Linked DNA regions of Gossypium hirsutum: region 2 is linked to region 1. The links are chromatin contacts, called in public Hi-C maps. All regions are on one chromosome and are shown on one strand. Each heading gives the region's core, a stretch centred on a gene start, on an enhancer-like site or on the middle of the called end of the contact. The rest is flanking DNA. Distances are from core to core; before and after follow the strand shown. Region 1 holds the start of LOC107909343 (nascent polypeptide-associated complex subunit alpha-like protein 2). Region 2 holds the start of LOC107912226 (DNA-binding protein BIN4).

Evidence for each region. Hi-C and Micro-C count contacts between places; a contact is called where the count stands out from the background.
Region 2: a Hi-C map of leaf shows a contact between it and region 1, with 2.9 times the contacts expected there. The contact joins the promoter of LOC107912226 here to the promoter of LOC107909343 in region 1. A contact is called at or near these places in 5 of 34 Hi-C or Micro-C datasets (hypocotyl, leaf and petal).

The regions. Positions count from the first base shown.
Region 1 is chrD08:38,466,611-38,474,132 of Gossypium_hirsutum_v2.1, reverse strand. LOC107909343 (nascent polypeptide-associated complex subunit alpha-like protein 2) reads right to left here and starts at 4,221. Exons shown (of 4, transcript XM_016836829.2): 1 at 3,922-4,221; 2 at 3,730-3,841; 3 at 3,384-3,502; 4 at 2,697-3,290. The coding sequence starts at 4,011. The coding sequence ends at 2,940. It overlaps LOC107918131 (a long non-coding RNA gene), which reads right to left and starts at 6,435. Exons shown (of 3, transcript XR_001689938.2): 1 at 6,210-6,435; 2 at 4,995-5,042; 3 at 4,621-4,913. It overlaps LOC107909329, which reads left to right. Exons shown (of 7, transcript XM_016836818.2): 4 at 23-327; 5 at 499-660; 6 at 792-969; 7 at 1,106-2,043. The coding sequence ends at 1,821.
Region 2 is chrD08:38,886,556-38,894,115 of Gossypium_hirsutum_v2.1, reverse strand. It overlaps LOC107912226 (DNA-binding protein BIN4), which reads left to right and starts at 4,221. Exons shown (of 12, transcript XM_016840311.2): 1 at 4,221-4,597; 2 at 4,806-4,983; 3 at 5,293-5,354; 4 at 5,698-5,947; 5 at 6,092-6,150; 6 at 6,235-6,288; 7 at 7,023-7,140; 8 at 7,458-7,504. The coding sequence starts at 4,550.

The DNA of each region.
Region 1 (7,522 bases), core at 2,972-5,471:
ATGAAGATAAATGATGTCTCAGGCTGTGGTTCATCTCATATGTCGTGCCATGAAGTAAAAAGTCTTTCATGCTTGCCATCCTCTGTAGAAGATGTTTCTACTCAGCATTCTAAATTCTTGGGGAAAGAACCAGTTTCAACTAACAGCATAGGTGTTCTATTAGATACAATGCATAACCTGTCAAAATTGCTTCTGCATCACTGCTCCAACGAGTCATCTGAGTTGAAGGAACAAGATCGCAAGTCACTTGAAAAAGTAATAAAAAATCTTAATACATGCATGTCAAAAAATGTTGGACAAGAATCATTTTTAAGCGATCTACATGAGGTACCTTATGCTGTTTTTTATTTTATTAGCCTGTCTGATTGATATGTAACTAAATGGAGGAAATTTGAAATGTTAAATTGTGCTTCTCTCCACTATAATGCCTCTTCCTTCTGAAGCCTTTTATAGAAATGCATTTTTGGTTTATCACTGAGCTATAAACTTTCTTCTCAGGGGACAAGCATGGGAAGGCCCCAGGTGGCAGCTATTGATTTCTGGAGTCAGCATGTACAAGAGAAAACGAAGCATTCTGGTAAGAAAGATGAGAAATGTTCTGATTTCATTCCTTTCGAGAGTGGTACAGACATAAAGGCAAGAAATGATAAAATGACCCAGGTATTTGCTTATTTAATTCTTCATTTGTACCGCGATTGATATTGTCATTTCTTCATTTCTATGATAGGGAGGAAAAAGAGATTAAAATTGAAATTATGATTGTTTTCTATCTCCCTTGGTTGAACCTGCAGGCTATGAAGAAGATTCTGGTTGAGAATTTTCATGAGAAGGATGAGACACACCCACAAGTTCTTTTGTATAAGAATTTATGGCTCGAGGCAGAAGCTGCTTTATGTTCCACCAATTACATGGCTCGTTTCAATAAGATTAAGATTGAAATAGAAGAATCCAAATTGGACAAAGGAAAAGGTTAAAACTTTTCTTCACACTTGATGGATCACATCATAATATATAAGCTTTGGAGTTTTTTTTGCTAAAAATCTTGACTCTTTCAGTTTGTCTATCTGATATAAGGTTTATACTTGTTTTGCTCTACATTTGTCAGAAGATGCATCAGATGAGGATAAAAAATCTAGTTCTAAGTTTTCTGCTCAAGTAAACACCAATAAGAAATTAACACAATCAGCTGAGAGTGAATCACCTACTGCTGTTTCTAACCAGAATTCTTCCATCAAAAGCTCTTGCTACCATGCTGATGATGTGACAGCCAGATTTCAAGAACTAAAACAGCGGCTTAACAATTCTAGTTCTGTTCATACTAGAGAGCTTGATGAACTTTCGAGCTCCAAGCTTTGTCCGGATTTGGATGGTGTTGACCTATTGGCAACTGAAGTAAAGGACAACTCTACTCTAGGCCTGTCATCTCAAGACTCCATTGTACAAGGAATAGCCTGCCAGACAGAAGATGGTGAAGCCTCTGTAATGGCTAGGTTTCAAATTCTGAAAAATCGCGACTTTGACAATTTGGATCCAAATGAGGTGGAAAGGAAACTACTTCCAGAGGTTGTTGATCTTCCATTTGCAGGAATGACAAAGCAAATACCCATTGATAAAGACATATCAGAGGATGTAACATCGGGTGTTAACCTAGAACCTGTTTCACAGCATCATGTGACCAACCAAGCAGGAGAAGAGCTAGTTGTCCAGCATGACTTCATGATACAGTCTCCTGGAAACCATTCCTCTTCAGGTAGGTATGACAATTGTTCTTCAGACTGGGAACATGTATTGAAGGAGGAGTTTTCAGGACAAAACAGTTGAATCAAAACTCGATCGAAGTTGTTATCCTGTGGTGAATAATACTTTGTTCTCATAAACATATCTGTAAGTGTGTGGAACTCCAACTCTGAGTTGCTCAGAACATACTGCTCTCCAACCTTGTAAAAGAGCTGTTAAAAACTTACTTCGGATAAACTTGTTATACATCTTTCTATTCTTGTTTGACTCTTTAAAGGTTTTTAATCCTTGTTGGTTATCTTTCAATTATAGTTTTGTGGCTGCTAAATATTGGGTATTGGTCTACTGAAAATCAGAAACTACATAGGTTTCCGCTAGGCATTTAGATATCAGCTGCTGTGCATGCATAGTGTAGCGGGAACCGAAGCTGATGTTATGACATTACCCTGTCAAAATCAAACTGCATAAATCTTAGTGGTGCATGAAATTTAAACTATATGAAAATGGACATATTTGTTTCAACACACTAGGTTTTTTCGTTTCTTTTTGAATTATAATAATCTAGCTTGAGGTAGAAAACATGAAAGAATGATGGGTTGTTTCTATAGTTTAAAATAATTTACTATTTTGGAGGTCAGCCACTATTGGCTATTAAGATCCCTTGGATTGGCATGAGAGATGATCCTCAGATTCATGATAGAAGACCTTTCATTATCCAAGCTAACAGCGGTGTGCAATGGCCTTTTTTTTTTTTGTTTGGTCAAATTATACAGATGGCCTTGTACTATCCGTTTTCATTAGTATAATTTGATTATTTTAGTCCCTCTACTTTTCATTCAAGTAAAATATCAAAAATCATAACTAATAAAAGTTATTAGCTTATTACCCAAAATTAAGAAGCTAAACATTAATTCGTTTCTCATCATCAAATCATATAAAAATTCTGTTGTTGCATATTCTGAAGGGCCAAAAATAAGTTGAATCAAATTGCAAAATTTTGTTACACCAAGGGTAAAGAAGCAATCAGTCACATGGAAGCTGATAATGAACAGGGAGAAAATTTAAAATCAGAAAAAGATATTAAAGATGACCTAGCTCAACTGCTGCAACTACTGCAACTACTAGAATGTTGATACTAATTCCGAACTTCAGCAACCTCATCGACAGCCTGAGAGAATGCACTGCAAGACAGGAAAAACAACTTAAGTGGTAAGTTCCATAATAGCACTAACAATGTCCCCCTTGTGAGTCTTGAGAGCCTTGACAGCCTTGCTCCTCGACACCCCAGCCTGTGTCATGACCAAGTCAATGTCCCTTTGCTCTACTCCAGTCTCGTCGATTTCTTCCTCTTCCTCATCCGCTGCTGTTCCAGCTGCTGCTGCAGAGGTGTCTGATTTTGCCATCACAGAGGCCAAGCCCGGCATCCTGAACTGCTGAGCAGCTTGGGTCTGTAGCTGAGAACTCAAATCCTCTATCTTAGCCTCGCCGAAGATGACATACGTCTCAGAATTCGGGCTCTTGAAGACATCAGGTTTGGAGATGAAAAACAATATCTGAATCCAAGATAAACTGGGTCATAGTACCATTCATTAATCCGTTCATCAAGTAAGCTCAACTGGTTTAAAAGAAAATGACAGAAACCATACATTCTTGGTTCTTTTGATGGTGACCCTGCTTACATCAGTAACAGGCTTCATCCCCAGCTTTAACATTGCCTTCCGGCTCTTCTTCTCGCTTCTGCTTTGCTTTGAACTGGCATTAGCACCTGCAACATATATTTCAATCAAACTATAAAAGTTGCTCTATAGAAATATCCACACAACTAACTTTAGATGAGACAATTAGATAAAAAAGATTTGAAATAACACCAAGTACATCAAAAAGTAATAAAAATTCCAAAAAAAAAAGATTAAGCAAAGCTTCTCTTAATTCATAAAGCATCACTAAAATCATTAGGAAATATAAATAATAATAAGAGAGAAGGAGAGAAACCCTGAGCACTATCTTCCTTATCATCGTCATCCTCCTCCTCCTCCTCCTCCTCCTCGTCATCTTCTATCTCAATTTCCTTGACGTCCTCAACCACAGCCTCCTCCTCCTCGCTCTGCAAATGATACAATATTAACTCTCAAAAAGAGAGAGGGAGTGAGAAAGAATTAAAGAAGAGAAAGAATGAGGCGGAACCAAAGGCTTCTTCTGGGGTTCCTCAGCGGAAGGATTAGGAAGGAGTTCAGTGTCAGGGAGGGCTGCTTCAACCACGGGACCTGGCGACATTCTTATGGTTGCTGGATAGGGTTTAAGCTGGATAGAAAGCAAGGGGGATAAAGAATGAATAATGCTTAGTGCGGACACTCATAAGTAACGACTTCTGATATTATGCGGGGTTTAGTTTCTTGTTTAACATATATTGGGCTGCACTTAAGGCCCGTTTTCAGGATCTCTCTTGTCTGCCGTGCACTTCCCACCCAAAATGTAACATAACCCACCACACCCTCGTCAATGCCTTGTATTCTATATATCGCTAAGTAGAGGTGTCCATTGGCCGGGCAGAACCCATAAAAAATTTCAGCCCGTTTACCAGGCCCGGGCCCGTTCCGGCCCGAAATATGGGCCTGAGATTTTGCCCAGGCCTGGCCTGGGAAAAAAATGGGGCCCGAGCCCGGCCCGGCTCGACCTGTTTTGCATTAAAATTAAAATTATTTTTTAATAAAATTAAAACTAATTGTTATTAAAATTAATTTTTAGTAAAATTATCAAATTATTAATTGTTAATTGTATTAATTGTTGTAATAAAATCTAACATTTGATTAGTAAATTTATCAAATTATTAATTGTATTAATTGTTAATTGTATTAATTGTATGGAACAAAAAATGAATAAGAATTGAATGGAACAAAAACATTTATTAGATTTCAAATTTATATATAAACAATAGGAAAATTATTAAATATATAATATAAGCCTAAACTAGAAACATCCTTTGCGTTTAAACAATTGACTGAGATAGTCATACTTATTCTATAAGCTAAATTACATATGTACCAAAAAATAAATTAATGAAATTCAAACTGCATAAATCCAATCCAAAATCTTAAATAGAAGCATCTTTATTTCTCAATCCCATTATTTTCCTACTAGTAGATAAGCAAGTTTAGCTTACGGGAAAATCTGCTAATCTGCAAAATGTTGTACAAAGTAAAATAAAGGAAAATCAAATTAAATTAAATTGTAAAAAGAAAATGTAAATGAAAGCTTACAGGAAAGGAAGCTAAGGTAAGCCAAATCGATTTCAATGTCGATTGTTTCTGCAATAAAACAAAGCAAAAAAAAAAAAAGATGAGATTAAATGAATAAACTAAGCTTGTGATCTTAGTAAACATTATAATAAATTCATTAAACTTGAGTCCCATGCAATTTCAAAATTCTGAGAACTTTATTTCCAGATATAAACATATAAACAAACATTTACCACTTAATTATTTGATTGAATCATAGATTAACAGAAAGCTAATTGACAAATTTCATATAAACTTTTATTATAGATTAACAGACAGAAATGGAAAGGAATATATATATATTTCAACAACACTTTTATTATACACTTCTATAAACTTAGACAGAAACAAACAGAAAATAAGACCTTTATAATGGAAAAATCTTCATAATTGAATTAAACCCAAAAGTTGGGGCATGATATGGGAATGTAACCATTCTTAATTTCAACCAGAATATTGTACACAAAATACATGCAGAGCATTGGCACATGTTATCTGCATATGTTACCCTATTTAAAGGAATAAACTAAACCCAATTCGCAATTCAAGAGGCCAAAAAGCTAACCTCTAACGTGAATTCAATCTGTAATTAATTTCACAGAACTTGCTTTATCTAATTTAACATTCTTATATGTCGATGTGGTATAGTTCTAGAATAGTCAACATTGGTTAACATTCAGCAAAAGGATGCCCCAAATGAAGTGTGTGTAACTTCAGTAGAAAGAAGTTGAAAGAAAACTGCAATTAGAAATGAAGTAAGAATGTTAGATTAGATTTCCATTTTTAATTCAAACTGTTTCTAAGAAAAAGGAAGAATTGTATTAAATATCCTCCATTGACATGAATCACTACTGACTCTACCCTCTAATATTTTCATAGTATCAACCACTAAATACATGCATAAAACAAAAATTAAGTAAACAAAACACATCATGCCTGTATGTTTTGTAACTAAAATTAAGCGAATCATCTTGAGAGGTAAAAGAGTAGGTAATCTGCAGAAAGTGGGAACTTAGCATTATCTACTCTTGATTTTAGTCTGCATTTCAGGTAAGGTTTTTGATGCTTTAATGCGTTTTATTTTACATTTGGTATTTATGTTATTGCTATTTTGATGCATAAATTCATTGAAAGAACAGTTGTTTTTAATAAAGAGAATGAAAACGAGGAAACCGAAGAAGATGAGCAAACCCGTACCTGTACCAAACTCCTCGTTCTTGTATGCTTGCTTCTACTTGGCGATTCGGGAATAAACAAACCGACCGGAGGTGGATCGGTGGAGGTCTTGATGGTGGAGGTGGATCGGTACTAGAAGACTCTGTCGATTTTGGAAATGGGAAAAAAGGGGAGGAAGGCACAGCCGCACAGCACAATAGATAGGGTTAGGGATTTTGTCTCTATCAGTGTCAAGGAAATGAAAGTAAATGAAAGTAAATGAAAAACTATTATATTTTAAAAATAAAAAATAAAAACATATTTAATATATTTTCGGGCCGGGCCAAAAAAATTTTGCCTGAAACGGGCCTAAATTTTTACCCAAGCCCATATTTCGGGCGGGCCGTCAGGCCGGGCTGGGCCGCTCGGCCCATGGACAGGTCTATCGCTAAGAATATAAGAGTCTTTTTCAATTTTCCCTCAAACTAGAAATTAAGCCTTTACTATTAGGAATAAATATTAAAATTATACATTAATTTTGATCCAATATGCAATGCTATACCTAAATTTTGATTTGATTCAATTTTCACAAATAATTTATAACATTATTAAATTAGCACCATTTTACATTGGTATATTGCATACAAAAATATTTATATTAATCCAATATGGCAATAGATGTATATATTCATTTCTTCAAATGTGTATAGTTGAACCAAAATCAAAGTTGCATTTATACATATGAACAACAATTCAAGTTTCATATATATACTTGTGTCACGGGTCGCGGTTCAAAGCCAGTGACCATTGCACAAAGAACATTCCATGGAGGTCAATCTATTAAATGGGGCTCATTTGACTCACATGAATTGGCTCGATTCGAAGAACAAGTGACAAAGTCCATCTACCTGAAGCTTTGGTGGCCTAGTTAAACACTAAGGGAAATTTAAGGCTATCATTGTAAATAGGGAAAGTAATCATAGAAGATTTGTAATCTAATAAGATTTGATTTTATAATCTTGGAGATTATATAAATCCCTTAATTGTAGATATGTTTCGATCTCGTCCGTCAATGTAAAGCTAGTTGTACCTTTGGATTTGGGGGAGCTCAACTATAAATAGAGGGTCTCTCCCTCATTTGTAATCATCCATTATACCATATTCTTTGAGTTAAAGAATATATTAAGAGCATTTACTCAAACACTTGGTATGCTTTGCTTTTTTGCGACTATTTGGTTCTTTCAAGCTTTCTTTTGTCTTTGAGTTGCTTCTGTTCTATTTCCGATGCCTTAAGAGAATTTCTACCGATAATTTTTACTTTACAAGAGTTAGGTTGACTTAGGCACATTTGAAGT
Region 2 (7,560 bases), core at 2,972-5,471, 420 kb before region 1:
AATCACCTTGCCTTCTTACATCAAAACACAACCTAATCTACTGAGCGAAGCATCACTGTAAACAAAAAATTCTTTTCCAGAATCTGGTTGCGTAAACATGGGGGCTTCTGTTAGCATTACTTTTAGCTGATCAAAACTTTGCTGACACTTTTCAAACCAGACAAATTTAATCTCTTTCTATAATAGCTTAGTCAACAGTAACAAAACCATTGAAAATCCCTTGACAAACCGCCTGTAATATCCAACTAAACCCAGGAAACTCCTCACTTCACTGAAATTCTTCAGAGGTTTCCAATTCAAGACTGTAGAAATTTTGTTTGGATCAACACGAATACCATCCGTAGAGATTACATGACCAAAGAATCCAACTTCTCGAAGCCACAATTCTCATTTATAGAACTTTTCATACAATTATTTTTCTTGTAATTTTTCCAACACAGTTCGCAGGTGTTGGGCATGCTCAACTTCATTCTTCGAATAAATCAAAATATCATCAATGAACACTACTACAAATTGATCTAAGAATGGTTGAAATACCCTTTTCATTAGATCCATAAACGCAACAAAGGCGTTGGTCAAACTAAACGCCATTACTAGGAATTCATAGTGTCCATATTAGGTTTGAAAAAAAAATCTGATACATCTTATTCCTTGACTCGCAATTGATAATATCCTGATCGAAGATCAATTTTCGAGAATACAATGGCTCATTTCAACTAATCAAATAGGTCATCAATGTGCGGCAAAGGGTATTTGTTATTTATGGTGACCTTGTTCAACTATCGATAATCAATGCACAATCACAATGTTCCATCCTTCTTTTTAACAAACAAAACCAGTGCACCCCACGGTGATATGCCTGGTCTGATGAATCTGTAATTAATCAGTTCTTGCAACTAAGCTTTCAACTCTTTCAATTCTGTCGAAGTCATTCTGTACTGAACAATTGAAATTAGAGTAGTTCCAGGGATTAATTCAATTACAAATTCCACTTCTCTTTTTGGTGTTAACCCTGGTAATTATTTAGGGAATATATCTACAAATTCTCCACAGTCGAGACTTGCTCAATTTTTGTTCTTACCACTCTCGTGTCGAGTACATAAGCTAAATATGCTTCACATCCTGTTCTGAACACCTTTTAAGCTATCAAAGTTATTATAATATTGGTAAAACAATCCAACCGATCGAGTTCAACATTAATAAATTCGTCGTTTTGACATTTCAACACAATCCACTTCTGTTTACAGTTAACAATGACATTATGTACGGTCAACTAATTCATACCAAGGATGACATCAAACTCGTCAAAGGATAATAACATTAAATCAGCAAGAAATTCATAACCCCGTATTTTCAGTAGACACTTTCACATATCTTATTAACTACTATGCACTGACTTAAAGGGTTTGATACTCTAGTATCAAACTCAGTCAACTTTACTGGCATATTTTTCTTAATTATTAATGCAATGCATATATACGAATACGTTGATCTAGGATCGGTTAAAGCACAAACAGTAGCATCAAAAAGGGAAATTGTACCAATAATCACATCATGAGCAGCAACCTCTTCTCTGGCCCGAATCGCGTAAGCTTGGGCTGGCGCGTGACCTTTTGATCTTGTAGTCACCTTGTGTGTTGTGCTGCGACTAGCTCCCACATTATTTCTATGTCCCTATTTCCTGCCTCTTTGTGAAATGGTCGTTGGTTTGGTAACTTGTTCTAAACTAATTTCAATCTTATGTGGGCAATCCCTCAGATAATGCTTCGTTAAACCATATAAAAAATAAAACCCACTCTTCAATCCACATTCACCAAAATGGTTTTTACCGCAATGTTCACATACGGGCTTATCCACATTCCAGATACTACCTACATTGGTGACAGATGTAGTCTGAGGTCTCGAATTATTATATCGTGATCGATCTATCTCTGCATATCTAGAAGGAGGCATGAACCTATTTGGAACAACTTTAGACTTTTTCGGTAGAATGAGAAAAGATCTAGACGTACTCAGCTTGCCTGAATCTCAATGTTTCATTTCAACTTGCTTCTTTACGTTGCATATAGCTTCTATTTTCTCTGCTCTATCATCCAAAGTAACAAATTCCTTAGTTTCAAGAGCTCCAACCAACATTTGAATTTCTTCATTCAAACCCCAATCAAAGTGAGTGTAAATTTAAGCTTTTGTGGGAACTATTTATCGAGTATATGTACTGTCGAACAAATTCTCTCTCATACTTAGCGATTGAGTTGTTTCTTTGTTTTAACTCGAGAAACTATCTCTTCTTCTTTTCCAAATACCACGAACTAATATATTTCTTTCGAAATTTAGTTTGGAAAAAATCTCAGTTTCCTTTTTTTTAGAACCATTATGATCAGTGTAGTCCACCATTGATATGCCTCATCTTTCAATAACGAGACGACACACCTCAAATAGTCATTTGGGAAATAGATCATCTCATCGGAAACTCATTGTGTGTTTTCAAATCAATACTCAGTTTTAGCTGGATCATCATATCATTTCCCTTAGAATTTCTTAGCTCCACATTTTTAGATTTTATCGATTGAGGGTCTGTGAACATTTACCAATTTAAACCTTGAGGACGGGAGGGTGTTGAGAGTGGCACAGTAGGGGGTGGAGGTTGCAGATCCACTGGGTGAGTTCACAGGAAATCCGAATACCACTCATTCATCATTTGAAAGAAGGCACCACGCGCCTCACTTCCATGCCTTTGAGTCGAGGGTGCACCTTAAGAAGCTCATTGCTTGGGATTTGGAACATTACTATCTACTTTATTAGGTGCAGCATGATTAAACTCAGCCAAAATCTTTTATCTATATGAAAAACCAAAATCAAATTGGATCTGAAGGTATCACATAATCATCCTTTATAAGTGACATGTATTTCTAGACTCATACGTGCTATGTTTCAGTCTTAGAATCCACTAAACCGTAGCTCTGATACCACTAAATGTAACACTCATAATCCGATCCTGTCATCGAACCCAAGCTATAAGATATTACCAAGTAGTGAGTTAGGTCGTGACCTTTAATCAATCAACATTGCGATCTCCAGCCTTATTGACCTTATGCTATCTCAATCCCTTACATCGTGGCATGACTCTCTATTCAAGAACCTTCAAATCGTTGTGCACTTTAGCATTCTACACACCTACACATTCACAAGTGCACCTTTAAGCATAATCTATTAACAAAAGTCTAGAATAAGATCAAAATGCTAAAAATGACACAAAAAACAAACATACCTAGAAATGACCTAAAACACAATTTAATCCTAAAACGACTTGATTTTACTCAAAAGTGAACTAAAATAAGCGTAAAAGGACTATGATTGTATACACCTAATTACACCTATCAATTACAATATTTCTCTTAAACAACTTTGTAAACCTAATGTCTAAAATAAACTAATATGTAACCATTAAAGAAGTCTATATATTCAAAATAAAAAGCTTAGATCATTTATACAATGATGGCTTATTTCGCATATAAGCTAACATCAATGTTGTAAAAACTAGACTGGATGTTAAATTGATCGAATAAGACCTCTGATTCTAATTTAACCATACGATTCAATCACATTGAAAAATTAAAGGAAACAAATTAATATTTATTAAAAATCCATAGAAATTCAAAAAAATATTACTTTTTTTTAAAAAAAAGAAAAAGTATATATAAAAAATCAAAGATAAAAATGAACTAAAAAATAATGAAAAAGATCAAATTTTTTAAAAATAAAAATAATAAAAATAAGAAAAATATGATTTTCTTATTTTTTTCTCAAACTTCAATTTTCAAAACTACATGCATATTGTAGTTTAACATATTAATCGGATTGATAGACGTAAAGTTGGTTAGTAAAAGGGAGCAGCAACTTTAGAGTGTTGAGGAAAAAGCAAATGGACAAGAAGAGCCTCCAAAGTAGGATTTTGAGTGAAAACAATGGAAGTTTGTGTATGTTGAGAAGCAAGTCCGATATAGCACTATTGATTGGCATATTATTATGTCAATGTATTTATCTGGTAAACAAAAAGAAAAAAAGTTTCACCAAGATTGAATATCATGTAACTGGTCAAATTCCCTCGCCCCAAACTCTCCTCCACCGAGCCCAATAATGCCCAGTGTAAATAAAGCCCTAACTCAAAAACTCTGTTTCAATCCTCAAATCGAATCCATGTCTGTAGGGTATTGGGCCTAGAACTCCATATGCCCCCTTCCGTTTCTCTTGTTCCTTCTGTCTCTCTTCTTCCATTTTCATTTCAACCGTTTCTTTTTCTCTGCTACTCATCACTTTCCATTTTCCTTTCTTCTTCTGTTTTTTTTTCTTCTCTTTGATCTATTCTACACCCGGCACCGTTGCATTACTCTTAATTTGTTTGGTTCTGCTACCCAGTGCATACATTAGGCTTTTAGGGTTTCTCTGATAACATTTTCTTTGGATTTTGTTTTGTGTTTTCGCAGCTTATACTTGCTGCTGAGTTATAAATTTGTATAATCTAATATCAGGGAAGAATAATTGGTGCGGAATGAACAACTCCAGGGAAAATTCTCCAGACTGGCTGCGCTCTTTTCAGGTATATTTACGCTGCTTTCTTTAGCTTCTAAAATGTTTTTATTTGTTTGACACTCTGCACCATGCTTTTTCCCCATTATTTTCATGGCTAAAGTTTGAGGTTTAATCAGATTGTTCTCTTTTCTTTTTTTAACCGTATAGCAGTTAGCCAGCTCTTGCACCTTTACATTGTTTTCTTACTGGTTTGCGAGAATTTGCTTTGTTTTTAGGCACCAACTTCTACGCTGACATTATCTTCGGATTCCAATTCTTCGCCAAATGGTAGCCCGCGTAGGGTTGATAAAACTGATGCTGATGAAGAAGATACATTGGAAAAGAGAAACCACGATAAAGTAAAGCAAAAGCCTTCTGGAAAGAAGAAAAACGACGCCTTCAAGGACTCTGAAGGTTGAAAAGGAGTAATTCTCCTTGATAGTTAGGAACTGACGCAAGGGTTGTTTCCAAATAACTGAAATGATGCTTTAATGAATTGTTAAAAGTATATAATATTTCAGAAGGACTCTGAAGGTAGAAAAGGAGTAATTCTCCTATGATAGTTAGGAACTGACGCAAGGGTTGTTTCCAAATAACTGAAATGATGCTTTAATGAATTGTTCAAAGTATATAATATTTCAGCTTCTGATTTCTGAACCCTTTCTTTGATTTTGACCTCGTTATTTACAACTTGTGCAATATGAACTTTTAGCAATGATGCAGGGAGTGAGGAGGATGGAAAGGTTGCTACGGAAGAAATGTCTGAGAATCACTTGGGATCTCATGTACGGTATCACATTATATTGCCTTGGGATTGCTTAAATCAGGGTTCTCCTTTATTATTGCATTTCATGGTTCATCAAAAATGTCATCAAACTTAAAAAATTGATTTTAGACATCGTTTTGGAATTTATGAAAATAAAGACATTTTGCTTTGGAAAGAATCATTTCATCGTAGAACAAAACCATTTTCATTTATTTAACAGTATGATAAAAGTTTAATGTAAATTTTACTTCATATGTTTGAGACATTTACTACAGAAAGATATCCAACGTGGTATGAATCTGATTAGATTGGAGGACCACCGTTAATATTGATGCTGATGAAAGTGGTTAGATGTTGAACAGGCAGCAAATCATTTGATTTGGACGTTATCATCCGATTCTGAGTCTTTTCCTGGCCATTCTCCTCAAAGGAAGGAGAAAGTGTCTCTATCTCAAGAGAGTGGAGAGGCAAGTGATCCAGTTCTGACTGGCAGGGCCAACAGGTCTCCACTAAAGAAGACTTCTAAAGGAAAATCTCCAAAGAAGGGGGTAAAAGCAAGGGGTCAGACTCCCAAAAAGGAGAAGAATGTGAAAGATGATGCGAAGATAACAGGTATGATACTGAATTTGTAATGTAAAGTTTGATTTTAACGTTTATTGGGTTTGGCTAGCTTAAAACATTCAATAGCTGATGCAAAGGATACTATGTGATAAAGCTACCTAATTTATTTCATGCAATGTTGGGTTATGTTAACAGAAAATGATGTTAATGTGGAAACTGCCGAGGAGGCATTTGAAAAGCACATTGAACCTCATGTAAGACCATTGGTAGAAACTATGTTATTTCCTTTTTGTCATCTGGGCCTCGTCACTTAATTATTCAAATTTTACGATATGTAGGTTTCTACCTCAAGGTTGCCTTTGGTGCTGTCTGAGAAAGTTCACCGCTCAAAGGTAGGATACATTTTGTCATAGTTATAGCTTATTTGCAACCAAGTTCACTAGAGACTAGGCTGTGAGTTTCAAAAAGGGTTATATTGGTGATGAACTGCATTTAGTTGCTTGTAATTGTTGTGAAGTTCAACCTTTATATTGTGCAGGAAATCATTAAGGAAGATGTGATTGCTCCTAGGATTATAATCAGAAATAATCTAAGATTATTAATTTAGTTACTTTCTTAGTCACTAAAGCTCTACAAACAACCTGAGAGAACCTAGAAACCAATCTTAACTTGTATATTTGGTTTCTTCAAAAATAGAAAAAAGAAGAAGGGAAAATCCTGTTACATTTGGTCTCTCTACTTGTGGACTTTTAAGGATTTAGGTTTAGCTTCATGCTTTATTTTAATTCAAAATCTAAGGGTGGGTGTGGATGGGCGATTGGGTGCGGTACGGTGCGTTTTGCTTACTTTTTGTCTCACGCTACGGTATCTAATTTCACTGCCATTGCTGTTTTTACACGAACTACAAATAAACGCACCGCCCATCCAAACTTACTCTAAATTCCTTTAGGTTTGGTTTGATTTTTTATTTATATAATTGTATGCTAAAATGGAAAGCCTCCAATAAACAAAATATATTTGTGTTAAGGAGATCTTAGATCCTCTGGACTTAATAAATTCTATGTGATCACGTCTACCGTGAAAAGAAGCCAACCAGTCATTAACAAGAATTTTGTGGTTTGTGCAGGCACTTGTTGAGTGTGAAGGGGATTCCATAGATTTGAGTGGCGATATGGGGGCTGTTGGTCGAATTGTAGTTTCTGGTTCTGCATCTGAAAATCATGAGATGTTCTTAGACTTAAAAGGCATGTGTTGTTTGAATGCTTTTGATAGGTTTAGATGATGTAACTGTTTATCTTATATTTGAACTTTTAAGCTATCATCTCTGAATGGTTGGTGAGTTACTGACAATGGGAGGGTAAAAGACAGACATGCAGACATGGATGCATGCCTATATAACTTGGACTTGTTTTGCACTCGAATTCAGCAAGTTACTAAGTGTTCTGTTAAACTTCATCTTTTTGTACCTCTTTTTCTGATTAAGTCTTAGCTATGCTCCACTTCCAGTTTGAAGACCTTATTTTTCTTCTCTCATGTCTGGTGTTACTTGGTACTTTCTCAGGAACCATTTACAAAACAACAATAGTTCCTTGCAGAACATTTTGCATTGTGCGTAAATTCTGTCTTGCATTTTCTCTATGGACATTTGTGATTGAATTGATGTT